Regions from separate parts of the Mus musculus genome. Here regions 2 and 3 are each linked to region 1. Evidence: chromatin contacts called from public Hi-C and HiChIP or PLAC-seq data. All regions are on one chromosome and are shown on one strand. Each heading gives the region's core, a stretch centred on a gene start, on an enhancer-like site or on the middle of the called end of the contact. The rest is flanking DNA. Distances are from core to core; before and after follow the strand shown.

Region 1 (4,207 bases), core at 963-3,462:
TGGGGCCAGCCTGGACTAAAGTTCTCATCTAAAGAGTAGTGTGAGGGGGTATTTACTGGAAGACAGTCCAGATGGCTATCCTTCACCGTGAGTATCTCACATGAAGCCAAACCCCATGTCTTCTCACTAGAAGATTGGGGTGTGAAGCTTGAGCCTTCTGTCTGGCTGATCAGCTCTGAACCGATCACTTACCCTCTCCCAATCTCTCCCCAGCAGTTTAAAACAGGAGCCAATCCTATGGCACTGGGACAACTGACAGGCAAGTAAGGGTTAGGGGCAGACATGACAGGAATTCCGGAATCTGAACGTAATGTCAGCTAAGATGGAGCGACTACATTGTTAATCATCCCCTCTTTTGTTTACTAGTTTTTTTAAAAGAATGTTTTTGTAAAAGATAAAATATAAAAAAAAAATTAATTGTTCCAAGCCTTGGAAGGCCCGCAGCACATCCTCTCCCTGAGGCCTTCCGAGTCCTTCTGACGGTCCAGAAGAAAGCTGGAAACACAGTCAGGAAGCCTGCCTCTGAGCAGTCCACAGTCTCATTTATTTTTCCTTTAGTGAACAGCACCTTAAATTGTTTCTTTGAATGCTAACACGCCATAAGCAAGTCAGAAAATATTTACCTCTGCCTCCAATTATAAAAGGCCGTTAGCGACCTCAGCAACCAAAAATCTCTCATTATAAGTAATCCACTTGCAGAAATTGCATCTTCTACAGCAGACCACCTAAAACCACTTCCTGTAAACAAGGCTCTGCTGGGCTTTTAAATCTAATTAAATCCTCACTCTGCTCTCTAACTACAAGCGGCTCACTTTTCACTGAGCTAGGGCAGAATTTTTTCATTATTATTATTATTATTATTTCCAGTGGTCACAGAAATAATCCCCAAGCAGGAGCCAAACAGGAGTCCAAAAGGTCGCTGCACTCCAAACCACCACTGCCTGTTCTTCCTGTCTTCCCCGGACCACTCTCTCATTGAACAATTTCCAGCCTGGTTCATACAGGTCTTGTGCTAACTCTCCCCCACGGCTGCCGGAATAAATCGAGAAGGTACACTGTGAACAGGTGTGAAAGAGAATCCCAGGACACGGGGGTGGGGGTGGGGGGGAAGCTTCAGGCTGTGACCGCTCTGACGGTTCCTTTACTCCTAGGATCTGAGCTCCAGTCCTAGGTAAACAGTTACAACTGGTCACTCTACCTTTGGCCAGCCCAGGTTTGTGGGAACAAGTCCCTACAAGCAGGAATCTGTCTGTTACAAACAGTATCAGGATGGCTGGCTCACCGGCCCTGTGCTGCCTCCCACCCTTTCCTCTCTTCCATCTGTCTCCACCCACTCCAGCTGCAACAAGTAATGGCCAGCCCTCCACAACAACAGACCCTCCATCCAGGTTCCCCCATCACAGAAGAAAACGCATCCCACAAAGAAGAGAGCGCTGTCGCCTAGGTGGCAGAGAGTATGTGACCTTTCAGATCCCTCTTTGCCATCAGCGATACACCAAAAAGACAACACAAACCGAGGGAGAAACAGAAGCGGCGGGGACATGCTCAAGCTCCTATTTATTTTATGCAAAGTTTCCCTCGGTGTTCATTAATGCCTGCTTTCCCTCCACCATTTAATCTCTGCTTCCATTTCATTCTTAGGGGACTGTGACTATTCTAATTCAGCATTTGGATGACTTCATTTCCGCTCAAGTACACCCAGGTCAACTTGGAGAGAAAAGAAAGAGGAGGAGAAGAAAAAATAATCAGCTCAAAGCTATTAAATATCAGCCGCGAGCCTCGTGATTGGCTTTAAAGGCAGCAGTGAGGTTAGCAACAGTCAGAAACGCTAGGCTCCTGCCTCTTCCTGCCTGTTAACGTTTTATTCCTGGGTCTTTTCTCTACTGTGGCTTCGAATGTAAATAAAGCACCTATTGGCAGCCCACTTAGGGACTAAGTCACAGATATGGGGAGTCTCAAAATGCAGAACTGTAAAAACTTACAGGGCAGAAACTTGACAAACCGGGCCATTCTACACAGGCTATTCCTACGAGGACAAAGGAAGGGGGAAAAGGAGAAGAAAGGGGAAGAAAAAGAAAAGCATACATGACCCACGTAATGGGTGTCCTATTGATGGGGTGGGGGTGGGGCAGAATCTCCATATCAATGCTCACTCCACAGAATAATCGGGTCGGATGTCTATGCCAAGTCTAAATGAACTGTGCTTTCTCTCCCTGAAGAACCACCCCTTGCACCCACTGGCACAAGCCTGGGCCATGATTTCTGGTGCTTTTTCAGTTCCCACTGAAAACCATCTTGGGAGAGAAAGCTTTCCTTTCTCATGCTAACAACTCCTTTGTAAGTGACCTCTTCAGAGGCCTCCGGGAGGACTCTGGGAAGGTGAGCCCCCTGGAAGTACTTCCAGTTCGTTCGCTCCCATCCCCACCACAGGCCTCTTTAACTCCTTTGCTGCCAGGAGCTCCCTGGTCCTGCCTTCTTTCAAATGAACTAAAGCTGAACCCTGCAGGGCCACAGAGGAAAGCAGCAAAGGGTGAGGCCCAGTGCATACCTCGTATGCAAATGAACGTGGCATTTGATTAACATAATCTCAAAGTTTGCCCAGCTTGGAACCCAGAAGGCATGGGGATATTTTTCTATTTGTATATTTTAAAACACTGTTAACGGTACAATAATAATGTCTGATGCCTTTGCCTAACAGCTGGCTATATTTTGTACACTAAGAGGGAAATGGGACGCCTTCCTGGAAACCTTCTGTCTATTTTAGGAATTCTTGTTTGAAGCAAAAACATGAAGATTTAGGAGAAGCGAGGCTAGGGAGCTGAATCTATTTCTAACTCCACTGGCCAGAGCAGAAACAAGGTTGGGAGGCTGACGCGAGCAGGAAGACACAAGACACAAGCACAGGGAGGATTTACAGCCAGCATAGCGATCTTGTTAACTGGTGGTGATGCTGTCTGCCACCTGGGCCTAAACGGGGAATGTGGGAAATGAGGCAGCACTTTGCTGTCCCCTGTCCCCTGTCCTCTTCTCCATAAGATATGCTTCTGAAAGGAGGGATTAACACAAACCAGACAGAGGACAGGAATGACGTGGGGACAAGGTTGGCTTTGCATCTGGCTATCTCAGGATCATGAACTGAGGGAATGAGTCTTCCTGGCCCCACTTACAAGTCTAAGGAACACTCCGGGCTCTGGAAGATGCCAAGCAGATGAGCAAGGAGGCCCCCTTCCCTCCTGCCAGCCCACCTGCGCAAACCACTTCAGAGGATGAAGGCCCCGTGGGAGCAGAGACAGCCACAAAGGACACACACAGATTTTTGTTTTCCAGGCTACTTCTGAGAGAATCACACACTGTACAGAGCTGTTTATCTGTGCCACACATTTGGAAGTGATAAAAAAAAAAAAATCTATCCCAGGATCACAGTCCACTTTCAGGAATATGGTAACTTGCCTCTTTATTTCTCACAAATCCCTTGCTTTTCCAATTTCAAAGGCTTTATGCCAGGGGTTTTGTTTTGTTTTGTTTTTCCTTCTAGGTAAGACTTTCCTCACACTTTCTGAATCAAAAGGAATCCAAACAGAGGCCACAGCCACACCTCCATATACCTACTACAGCCTGGGGCTAAAAAGCAGGCACCAGGTTTTCACTCTCAAAATATGCACTCCCAGAGCCCCCACATCAGTGGACTAAAGGAGGGATTCCTATGTGAAAAAGCCAGTTCATTCTGGTTTCCAACTGTTTTTCCTATGAAGTTTTCAAACACCAATCACTCTTTGGAGCCTTAGCTAACTTTCTCAGCCCCTCACACAGCCCAGCTCCTACAGAAGGTGCTAAGAGCACTCCACCCACCCACGATCTTCCCAGAGAGCTCCCTTCCCTGGAAGCCAGGAAGTTATAACTTCCCAGACCCTATCCTTCCTTGCTGTCTTTGCCCCTCACCATCACCACCACCAGCTAGCCCACGAAGGGGTTAAGGCCCTCATATCAAGCCACAGACTCAGGCCCAGGCCCAGAGGGGACATGGGAACCAGGGCAGCGGGTGATAAAAGGCTGGATTGTAGCAGCCCACTGGATTGGAAATGACTTGCCGGCCTAATGAAACAGAACGCTGGCAGTAAGACAGAATGAAAGGAGAGAGACAATGGACACCAAGACAAAGGGTGCAGAGTCGGTTCAGCTCAGCAAAATGAGCTCACTTTGTTGTTGG
Region 2 (4,207 bases), core at 827-3,326, 180 kb before region 1:
ACCCCATGGAAAGTAAGATCCTTGCCAGGGCTCTTGTAAGTTCATACTCAAAGTCCAGAGGAGATCTGGTGGCCAAGCCCCAGAGAACCAGATGTACCCAGCATCTCATCAGCTTTGACTACAAAGAGGTGCTCAAGGATTTGGGACCCTGGTGATGATACAAAGGGGGATGACTATAGTAAAGGCAGCAACAGACATGCCGGCAGAAGAGATGACAACAACCAGTTGTGCCATCTGCCTCCAGACACATGCTGGGCATAAATGACCTGGGGCCATGGGAAGGAAGCACCAGAATCCAGTTCCCTTTGCAGAGTTGGCTCAGAATGTTACTCTAGGGGAGAAAAGAACATGGCGTTCATGCGTCATTGTCGGATACCTGCTAGGCAGTCATACCACTTGTGTGTGTGTGTGTGTGTGTGTGTGTGTGTGTGTGTGTACTGTGTAAGGTATTTCCATGGACTGTATAATAAACATAAAATAGCTATTCAGCAGAGCATGCGGCATACAGAGCCTTCAATTGATGCCCCCTACTCTCAACTGCTTCACTGCACACAGGCTTTGCTTACTTGGTGGAAAAGCCTAATTGGCCTCTTCTCTGATAAAGAAACTGAGGCCGCAAGGAAAACAACAACAAACAAACAAACAAACAAACCATTTCTGGAGACAGCCAGGACCCAGTCACAGGGCTCCCAGCATAAAAACAACAGGTCCCTTTTTTGGGGGGGGTCCTGCCTGCTCTGCCCCTCCTTAGCCCTCTAGAGCCCAATCTGATGCTATTTCTTTCACACAATCATTCCCAACTCCAGCTTCCAGAATTAATTTCCTCACCACTTATAGAATTAATTTCATTCACTGTTTCCTCTGCTTAGTGTTTTTATTAAAACCAGCGACGGCAAAGTGAAGTAGGTCATAAACCACTAATACTGAGCACCGAGCAAGGAGGGGTAGCGTGTGGACACAGAGAGGAATACGAGGACACGCGACTCTTCTCTCGGGAGTGCTCAGAGTCTGGGTGACAGGTGGAGAAGAGCCAGAGTTTCCAGTCGCCAGTGCTTCTTGAGACCTGTCCCCTAACAAGGGCACCCTAGTCCCAGGGCAGGCTGAGCCTCATGTGTCAGAAAGTCCAGCTCCCTGCCGTGGTTCAGCTCTACCTTTGGGCTCTGGGGTTGAGCAGAGCTAGCTTCTCTGCACTCAGACCCCTCTCATCTGTAAGGCAGAGCCTGTCAGTAGCACCTCTCCCATTGGAGTAAAACCTACACAAAGCCCTTGCCCTAGAGAAGACTGCAACACCCTGCTATGTGCAGAACCTACAGGAAAACCTCTGAAGATAAATAAAGCCAGTTCATACCTGTGCTCAATTTGATTCCAAAGTACAAGACATAGAGCCGCTGCCCCTCCCTCCTGCAGGACAGTTCCACCCCTAACCCCCATCCCCCAACCAGGTAATCCCAGCTCCCTGCATTCATCAGCAAGGTGTGCTAGGGGAGCTGGCAGGCTGTACTATTTGAGGAAATAGCTGACGGCAGTAACACCAGCTGTTCTTCTTTCTGCGGGCACCTGCAAGGGCATTTCAAAGTGAAGAGGAAGCTTGGCCCCCGGCAGGTGTCCAAAGCTGGGTGTAAGACAGAGTGGGTGTCTACCCCAGCCCAGAGTCTCAGCTTCTCTTAACCAGGCAGCAGTCTCCCTGTAGAGACAACAAAGGAAGGTGCCCTTTCGGCAGCAGCCTGGAGCTCCGTGGATATGGGGTGGAGCAGCTGCAGGAAGAGGTTAAAGAAAGGACCCCGAGACAACAATCCTGGAGTAGACACAGGAGGGCTTCTGGGTGCTCCCCTCGCAAGAGTTGTGGGGGCCACACCAGCTGAGCAGGTGTGGAAAACCCACAGGTTCAGTGTCCTGCCCCCATTCCCTCTCCATCACTGGACTGACTAGAGGACCCACCAAGGGCAAATGGGAAGAGACTCTGACTGGGAGGTTGCCTCCCTGCAGGCTAAATTACTTCTGCCTGAAGAGTAGCACATTTTTCCCACACACCATCCCCATTTCCCCCTCTACTTCTCCCAGGCTTCCCCCAGCTCACAAACTGTTTGGCTCTCATTAGCAGAGCCCGTACACAAACGGTCGTGTGCACACAGGCGTGTGTGATGTGTAGGGCTCGGGATCTCTCCCTCTCCCACGTAAACACGGGATTCGTTTATTAAATGCCTCTCTGCCATTTCCTTTTTTGCCTTCATCCTGCTTGTTTAATATTGCATTTGACATTCTCATTTTATAAATGGCAACAGAAGCAGAATGGATAGCTAAAATTAGCTGACGGGGTGGGGGAGCCGCCGCAAATAGCATCGTGAGCACAGAAGCCCAGTTAATTCCAGCCACCCACCCCCACACTTTTGGGCTGGTTCCTGACTGAGCTTTCAGTCTTTGGCTGTGAGGACGACGCCTGAAGGAGAGGGTGAGGGGAGTGTCACCAGGCATTCTGCCAGATGCAAGGCGCAGATGCTGACCCTCGCCTCAGGGAGGTTCCAAGGGCCAGCTTGGCCCAGCACTGTGGTTCTGATTTGGAGAGGGCAACTCAGCTCTCTCCTGTCCCTGCTGTGCCTTGCTCATCAGCGTTACACTATAAGGCTTGGCTCCCCAAGTGTGCTCTAAGCTAAAGAGGGTAGGCTGCAGACCACAGCGAGCTTTGCTACTGGAAGCGAGCGCTCTGGAACCTGTTCAAAGAACCATTCAGTCAAAGGGTCTGATTCAGCTTTTCTGGGACCTAAAGAACCCCGTGTCATGGGGTTAGAGAGATGGTCAGAGGATCGGAGTTCCCAGCACCTGTCAGGAGTCTCACAGTGGTCTTTAACTCCAGCTTTTGGGAACCCAATACCCTCCTCTGGCTTCTGCAGGCAACAGAAAATAAAATATAATCTTTTTTTTTTTGGCTTTTCGAGACAGGGTTTCTCTGTGTAGCCCTGGCTGTCCTGGAACTCACTTTGTAGACCAGGCTGACCTTGAACTCAGAAATTCGCCTGCCTCTGCCTCCCAAGTGCTGGGATTAAAGGTGGGCACCACCATGCCTGTCAAAATATAATCTTAAAAATAAATAAATAAATAAATAAAATCCCATCTCAGGTCTCTGCTGCTTACTTCAGAGGTTACATCCCTCTCATCTCTGAGGAACCACCTTTAGTTAAGCACCGGAAGTACCTACCTCCCACGGGGACTCATGAACCAGTCCTTCCCTAAGGATCTCATATTTGCTCAATCAAAATGATTCTGAGAACGATGATTATGATGACATTAAAAAGATGGAACACTATGACAGAGCATGGCATGGCCTGGCTCTGCTCCCATCCTTACATAAGCCTTCATCTCTGCAGTAGTTACCTGTAGGTCCCACTCTTAAGAAGAGGGGACAAACACAGACGTTAACTTGTCCAAGGTCATGAAGCTAGTGTGTGTCAGTGCACTGGACTGTGAGATGCCCAGCAGGGGAGGGTCATGGTGCCATGACAGGGAGGCACAAGGGGTGGACCGCATTGCCCTCTGACCATTGCTCCTTTCTCTGCCTCATCATGGTTGGATGCTCTCCTATGCATGAAGTCACTCTGACAGACACTGCTTCCTCAAGCCCCATTGTCTGTTGGTGGCACCCTCTCTTTCTCTGCTTCACAAAGCACTATTCTATGATAAGCCTGACTTGATCATTCAGTTAAACCCCTTTCCTCAGGACCCCAGAGGCAAGCATCACTCAGAGCTCCACTTGCTCTGAGCCAGTTGAGGCTTCAGTTGCAGATGATGGTCAGTAGGCCAAATCCAGCTGGCTGCATCCTGGTTTTGTAAATTAGGTTTTATTTGAACACAGCCACGCCCACTCATTTCCATACTGTCTGGGGCTGTGTTTGGCCACAATGGCGGGTGTTGAATAGCTGTGACAGAGACCATATGGTCCTCCAAGCCTCAAATATTTACTATCTGGCCCTTTATAGAAAGCTTGGCCCTTGGCTTAGGCCAAACAGAGGTCACTTGCTGTCACCTGCTGTCACTAAGAGTGTTTTCAGGAGAGCTGAATTCCTGCCAGCCTTTACAAATGTGACCACAGAGTAGGTAATGCCTCTGGGACCAGGAAGAGAACCAGGGAGGGCTTCCTCTGAGCTGCAGAGGGATGAAGCAGGTACAGGTAGATGGCGGAGGATCACACAATGTCCAGTAGTGAGTCTGGGCT
Region 3 (4,207 bases), core at 440-2,939, 160 kb after region 1:
TGGGAGACACAGGCAGGCAGATAAATCTCTGTGAGTTAGAGGCCAGCCTGATTTACAGAGTGAGTTTCAAGACAGTCAGGGCTGTTACACAGAGAAACACTATCTTGAAAAACAAACAAACAAACAAACAGAACCTTGCAATTGAATTACCCAAAAGAGAAAGAAAAATATCTCTCTCTCTCTCTCTCTCTCTCTCTCTCTTTCTCTCTCTCTCTCTCTCTCTCTCTCACACACACACACACACACACACACACACACCCCAGAACCCCTTATAATGTTTGCCTAAGTTTACAGTTTCATCGCAGGCAATACTCATGACTATTTCCAGCTCATGTTAGCCTCCAGGCTACAGGTTAGAAGTGTTACTAACAAACCTGGCCTGACACTTGCTTTGGTCAATAAAACTTTATTGGAACATATAGCCACACTTATTTGGTTATGTACCTAAGTTTCTAGATCCTACTGCAACAGCACCATTTAGTTGTGATAAAGAACCTGTGGTTCTCAAAACTCAAAGTATTGGGCAGGGTGGGCTGCCTCAGACCTGCTCTCCCAAGCCAAGGCAGAGGGATCACCTTGAGTTCAGAGTGTATGAAACACTATAGGCTGATTAGGATCAGCCTGGCCTACATAGTTCCAGGACAGCTAGGGCTACATAGGGAAACAAGAATATTTGCTATTGCATTGTCTGTGGAGAAAATCTACAGATGCTAATATAGAGAAAAGGATAGATTTTTTTGAGTGAGCATGTCAGGCTTAAGTGTGGGTGTGTCTGGGGTCTCAGCACCATTCCTACACAGTTGTAGAAGCTTGATGGTAATGTATATGAAACCCATCCTGCATCTTTTGTGGCTTCTGTTTATTAATTTTTCAGACAGTGTGAAGACCACAGCTATATTTTGATTACTGCTTTCCTTTCATCTAACATTATAGCACAAGTAATTTTCTCCCTTCCTGAAATTATTCATAAGCATTTGCTTTCTCTTTCCTGTTTAGTTTAACTTTTATTCTGGGTTTTATTAACAACTTGGGAAAGTAGAAAGAATAGCATAATAACACATACCTCTTCCATAAAAACTGGTAACATTCGGTCTTAGGGATTTCATCTACTCTGTTGCTGAAGTAGTTTAACAAAATTGCAGATACTATGACATTTTTATTGTAAATGCATCCATATGTATCCCAAGGGATTTTTTTTCATATAACTTGAAATCAATTTTTTTCTTTTTTCTGTCTATCTTACCTATCGATCATCTATCTATCTATCTCTCTATCTTTCCATCTGTCGGGCAACGTCTCACTGTGTAGCTCTGGCTAGCCTGGAACTAATTGTGTAGATCATGTTGGCCTGAAATTCACATAGCTCCACCTGCGTCTGCCTCCCAGGCAGTGGGAATCAAGGCGTTCACCACCATGCCCAGCCAATAACTCCTTGATAACCACCGACACCCACTCTGTGTACTTGTTTCTCAGTTGTTCCCCTTACTTCTTTCACATGATTTCTTTCAAACCAGGGTCTACTCAGGAGCCAGTCACTGCTTCCGAAGATCTCATGTCCTTTTTAAAGCGACATCAATCTGTCACCCTAGTCCCCAGCCAACCCTCTCCAACCCACTTTCTTTGTGTATATCCTTGACCTGTGAATGAGGCAGGCTAGATGGACAGTCTACTAAGTCGCCGAAGGCACCAGGATACGTAAACCCATTTCCTTGATTCTGGATATTTCAGTGGAGTCCTTAGTACAGACAGGGCCACAAAGGACATCTTTCTTAAACTCTCAATTGGCATGAAAATAAATGTATACAATTCTTTATTACAGTTATTAACCTGCCCCTTCTTCCCTTTCTTGGTTTTTTTTTTGTGGGGTGGGGCGTTCGAGACAGGGTTTCTCTATGTAGCCCTGGAACTCACTCTGTAGACCTCGAACTCAGACTCAGAAATCCGCCTGCCTCTGCCGCCCAAGTGCTGGGATTAAAGGCGTGGGCCACACGCCTGGATTCCTTTTTTCTAATTCACAGACTTTTTTTCTAATCCATGAACTGTGGCGTCACCTGCTGCCTTCCTAGGGTCCCTCTGCTTTTCCAGGAACTCAGTTTTGTCACTAAGTAGGGTGGGGACAGCTCTAGGCAAACTAGCTCTTTTGTAGATAGCATCTCTTTCCACAGCCCAGGCTAGCCTCAAGCCCAGAACAATCCTGCCTCGGCCTGGAGTGCTGAGCCTACAGGTGTGAGCCATCTTGCTTGGCTTCAACCTGTCTTCTTTTATTCAGATAGAGTGAGCCTTGTCATACTGTCTCCTCCAGTCGTCCCGCATCTCCTCACCCTGCCAAAATGCTGCCCACCCGGAAGCACCCCCCCTCCTCCAGTGAACATATTCTGGATGATATCTTTCTGTCCCTGGTCCTTCCTGCTTCTGTGCCACTCTGATGATGTCACCGCTGCTGGGTTGTTGTTGTTAGCTGACCATTGTTCTTCCTGTTAAATCCTGGAGAATGGGAACTAATGATCTCAAGTCTGATGCCCACCGGGCCTTACTGACAGGAGAAGCAAACACGTGAGAAATCAGAGGGTTGTGAGGTCAGAGTTAGCCACCCTTATGAGAAAGCTGGGTGGCCCCAGGCATGTCATTGTCCCTTTATAAGCCCCCATCAAAAAGAAAGCAAGACCTACTAATGCAGACCTGGACTCCTAGCTACTAAGGAGGCTGGGCAGGAGGGTAACAAATTCAAGACTTGCCTAAGCTACAGAGTGAGTTCCTGGCCAGCCTGGGCAAATTATAGAGACCCTTTCTAGTTTAGTGGTGAGTGCTTGCTCACACATAGAGAAAGAATAAGATGACAGCCACTTGTTATTAAAAGGAATGTGTGGCCGGGCGTGCTGGCACATGCCTTTAATCCCAGCACTGGGGAGGCAGAGGCAGGCAGATTTCTGAGTTCAAGGCCAGCCTGGTCTACAAAGTGAGTTCCAGGACAGCCAGGGCTACACAGAGAAACCCTGTCTCAAAAAACCAAAAAAAAAAAAAAAAGGAATGTGTGAATTTGTACTTAGAATGACAGGAAACTGAGAAACAGAGACAGGACACCAGTGTTTGTCACAATAAAACCAATGTTGGTTGAACAACACCCCACAGGACTTGTTCACAAATGATAAGAAACAAAAGGGATACAATCTTTTTTTTTTTTTTTTTTTTTTTTTTGGTTTTTCGAGACAGGGTTTCTCTGTGTAGCCCTGGCTCTCCTGGAACTCACTCTGTAGACCAGGCTGGCCTCCAACTCAGAAATTCACCTGCCTCTGCCTCCCAAATGCTGGGATTAAAAGCATGTACCACCACAGCCCAGCCAAGGGATACAATCTTAATTGAAGTAAAAATAATATCCCAAGATGAGCTAAAGACCATCAAAGTGTAAAAATGGAAGCAAATAGCCTCATAAATAAACTAGGTGACATGAAGAAGTGAGGTATTAAAATGTCCCTATCCTCGGATGCAGGATGAAGTATGATGTTCAGTCTTGGGATATCTTCAGGAGTCCCAGGCAAACTGTGAAGCTGGGATGCATTAAGGAGTTCACTGTCTCCGATGCCCAACTCGGTGCTGACAGAGGCCCTTGTTTGTGATGACAGCCTAAACCAGCAGCAGGCCAGTGCCGATCTCTTTGAGAGCCACAGGTAGCTGAGAAAGCAATTTGAAAGGTTAAGATTGCTTTTCAAATACACAGTTAGATTAACCTCCAAAACCAGTATTGAGCTTTCAGTGGGTGCTGTGTGTTGGCACGATATAAATGAAGTCTGTTGAATTGTGAAACGTGAATCTTTTTCTTTGTGTGAGACCAATTTTCATTTCCGGAAACATGGCAGGATCAATACACTTATTGAAAAGTAACTAAATATTCTGGCATCAAAATAAATCCTTCAAGGGCCTCGGAGAATGAATGACTGATGACGTGAGGAAATTGTACCTGGGATCAAGTTGGAGCATTTGCTGAGCCCAGTGAACTTGACCTTTGATGATGATGTCCTCAGAAAAAAAAGTTTGAGAGGTGATCTTCCCACACAGATGTGGAACATCTTAGAGTAAACTTAGAACCTTCAAAAATCACAGTCCCTTAATTTACACTGATGTATGGTGTACACGTGTGTACCTGTGAGTGTGTGTGTGTGTGTGCGCGCACAGAAATTACCTCCAAATAGTCAAACCACAAGCTATCTGT

What was found. A called contact is a pair of places that touch in the nucleus more often than the background predicts. HiChIP or PLAC-seq counts read pairs in DNA pulled down with a chosen protein or histone mark.
Region 2: a contact with region 1 is called in a Hi-C map of cortical neurons, with 1.6 times the contacts expected there. The contact joins two enhancer-like sites. A contact is called at or near these places in 1 of 15 datasets of contacts at CTCF or cohesin (the NIH/3T3 cell line), 2 of 484 Hi-C or Micro-C datasets (both in cortical neurons), 3 of 115 datasets of contacts at active chromatin or transcription factors (cardiomyocytes, embryonic basal ganglia and embryonic forebrain) and 2 of 9 other capture datasets (adipose tissue and pancreatic islet).
Region 3: a contact with region 1 is called in an H3K4me3 HiChIP or PLAC-seq map of embryonic stem cells, with 22 read pairs. The contact joins two enhancer-like sites. A contact is called at or near these places in 1 of 15 datasets of contacts at CTCF or cohesin (the NIH/3T3 cell line), 3 of 484 Hi-C or Micro-C datasets (the HPC-7 cell line, bone marrow-derived dendritic cells and muscle stem cells), 8 of 115 datasets of contacts at active chromatin or transcription factors (embryonic basal ganglia, embryonic forebrain, embryonic hindbrain and 2 more) and 3 of 9 other capture datasets (adipose tissue, liver and pancreatic islet).

What each region holds. Positions count from the first base shown.
Region 1 is chr11:88,581,194-88,585,400 of GRCm38.p6, forward strand. All of the region lies in intron 6 of Msi2 (musashi RNA-binding protein 2), which reads right to left. Among named protein-coding and RNA genes, the nearest start is that of 0610039H22Rik, 36 kb to the right of the region's middle. Within about 2 kb of position 2,213, at least 128 of the 459 cell types and tissues checked have an H3K27ac peak or open chromatin away from gene starts, as enhancers often do. A contact at or near this core is called in cortical neurons, embryonic forebrain, embryonic stem cells and 1 more, where this site is marked.
Region 2 is chr11:88,402,960-88,407,166 of GRCm38.p6, forward strand. All of the region lies in intron 8 of Msi2 (musashi RNA-binding protein 2), which reads right to left. Among named protein-coding and RNA genes, the nearest start is that of Mir378b, 52 kb to the left of the region's middle. Within about 2 kb of position 2,077, at least 97 of the 459 cell types and tissues checked have an H3K27ac peak or open chromatin away from gene starts, as enhancers often do. A contact at or near this core is called in cortical neurons, embryonic forebrain and pancreatic islet, where this site is marked.
Region 3 is chr11:88,737,697-88,741,903 of GRCm38.p6, forward strand. No RefSeq gene overlaps it. Among named protein-coding and RNA genes, the nearest start is that of C030037D09Rik, 21 kb to the left of the region's middle. Within about 2 kb of position 1,690, at least 9 of the 459 cell types and tissues checked have an H3K27ac peak or open chromatin away from gene starts, as enhancers often do. A contact at or near this core is called in embryonic stem cells, where this site is marked.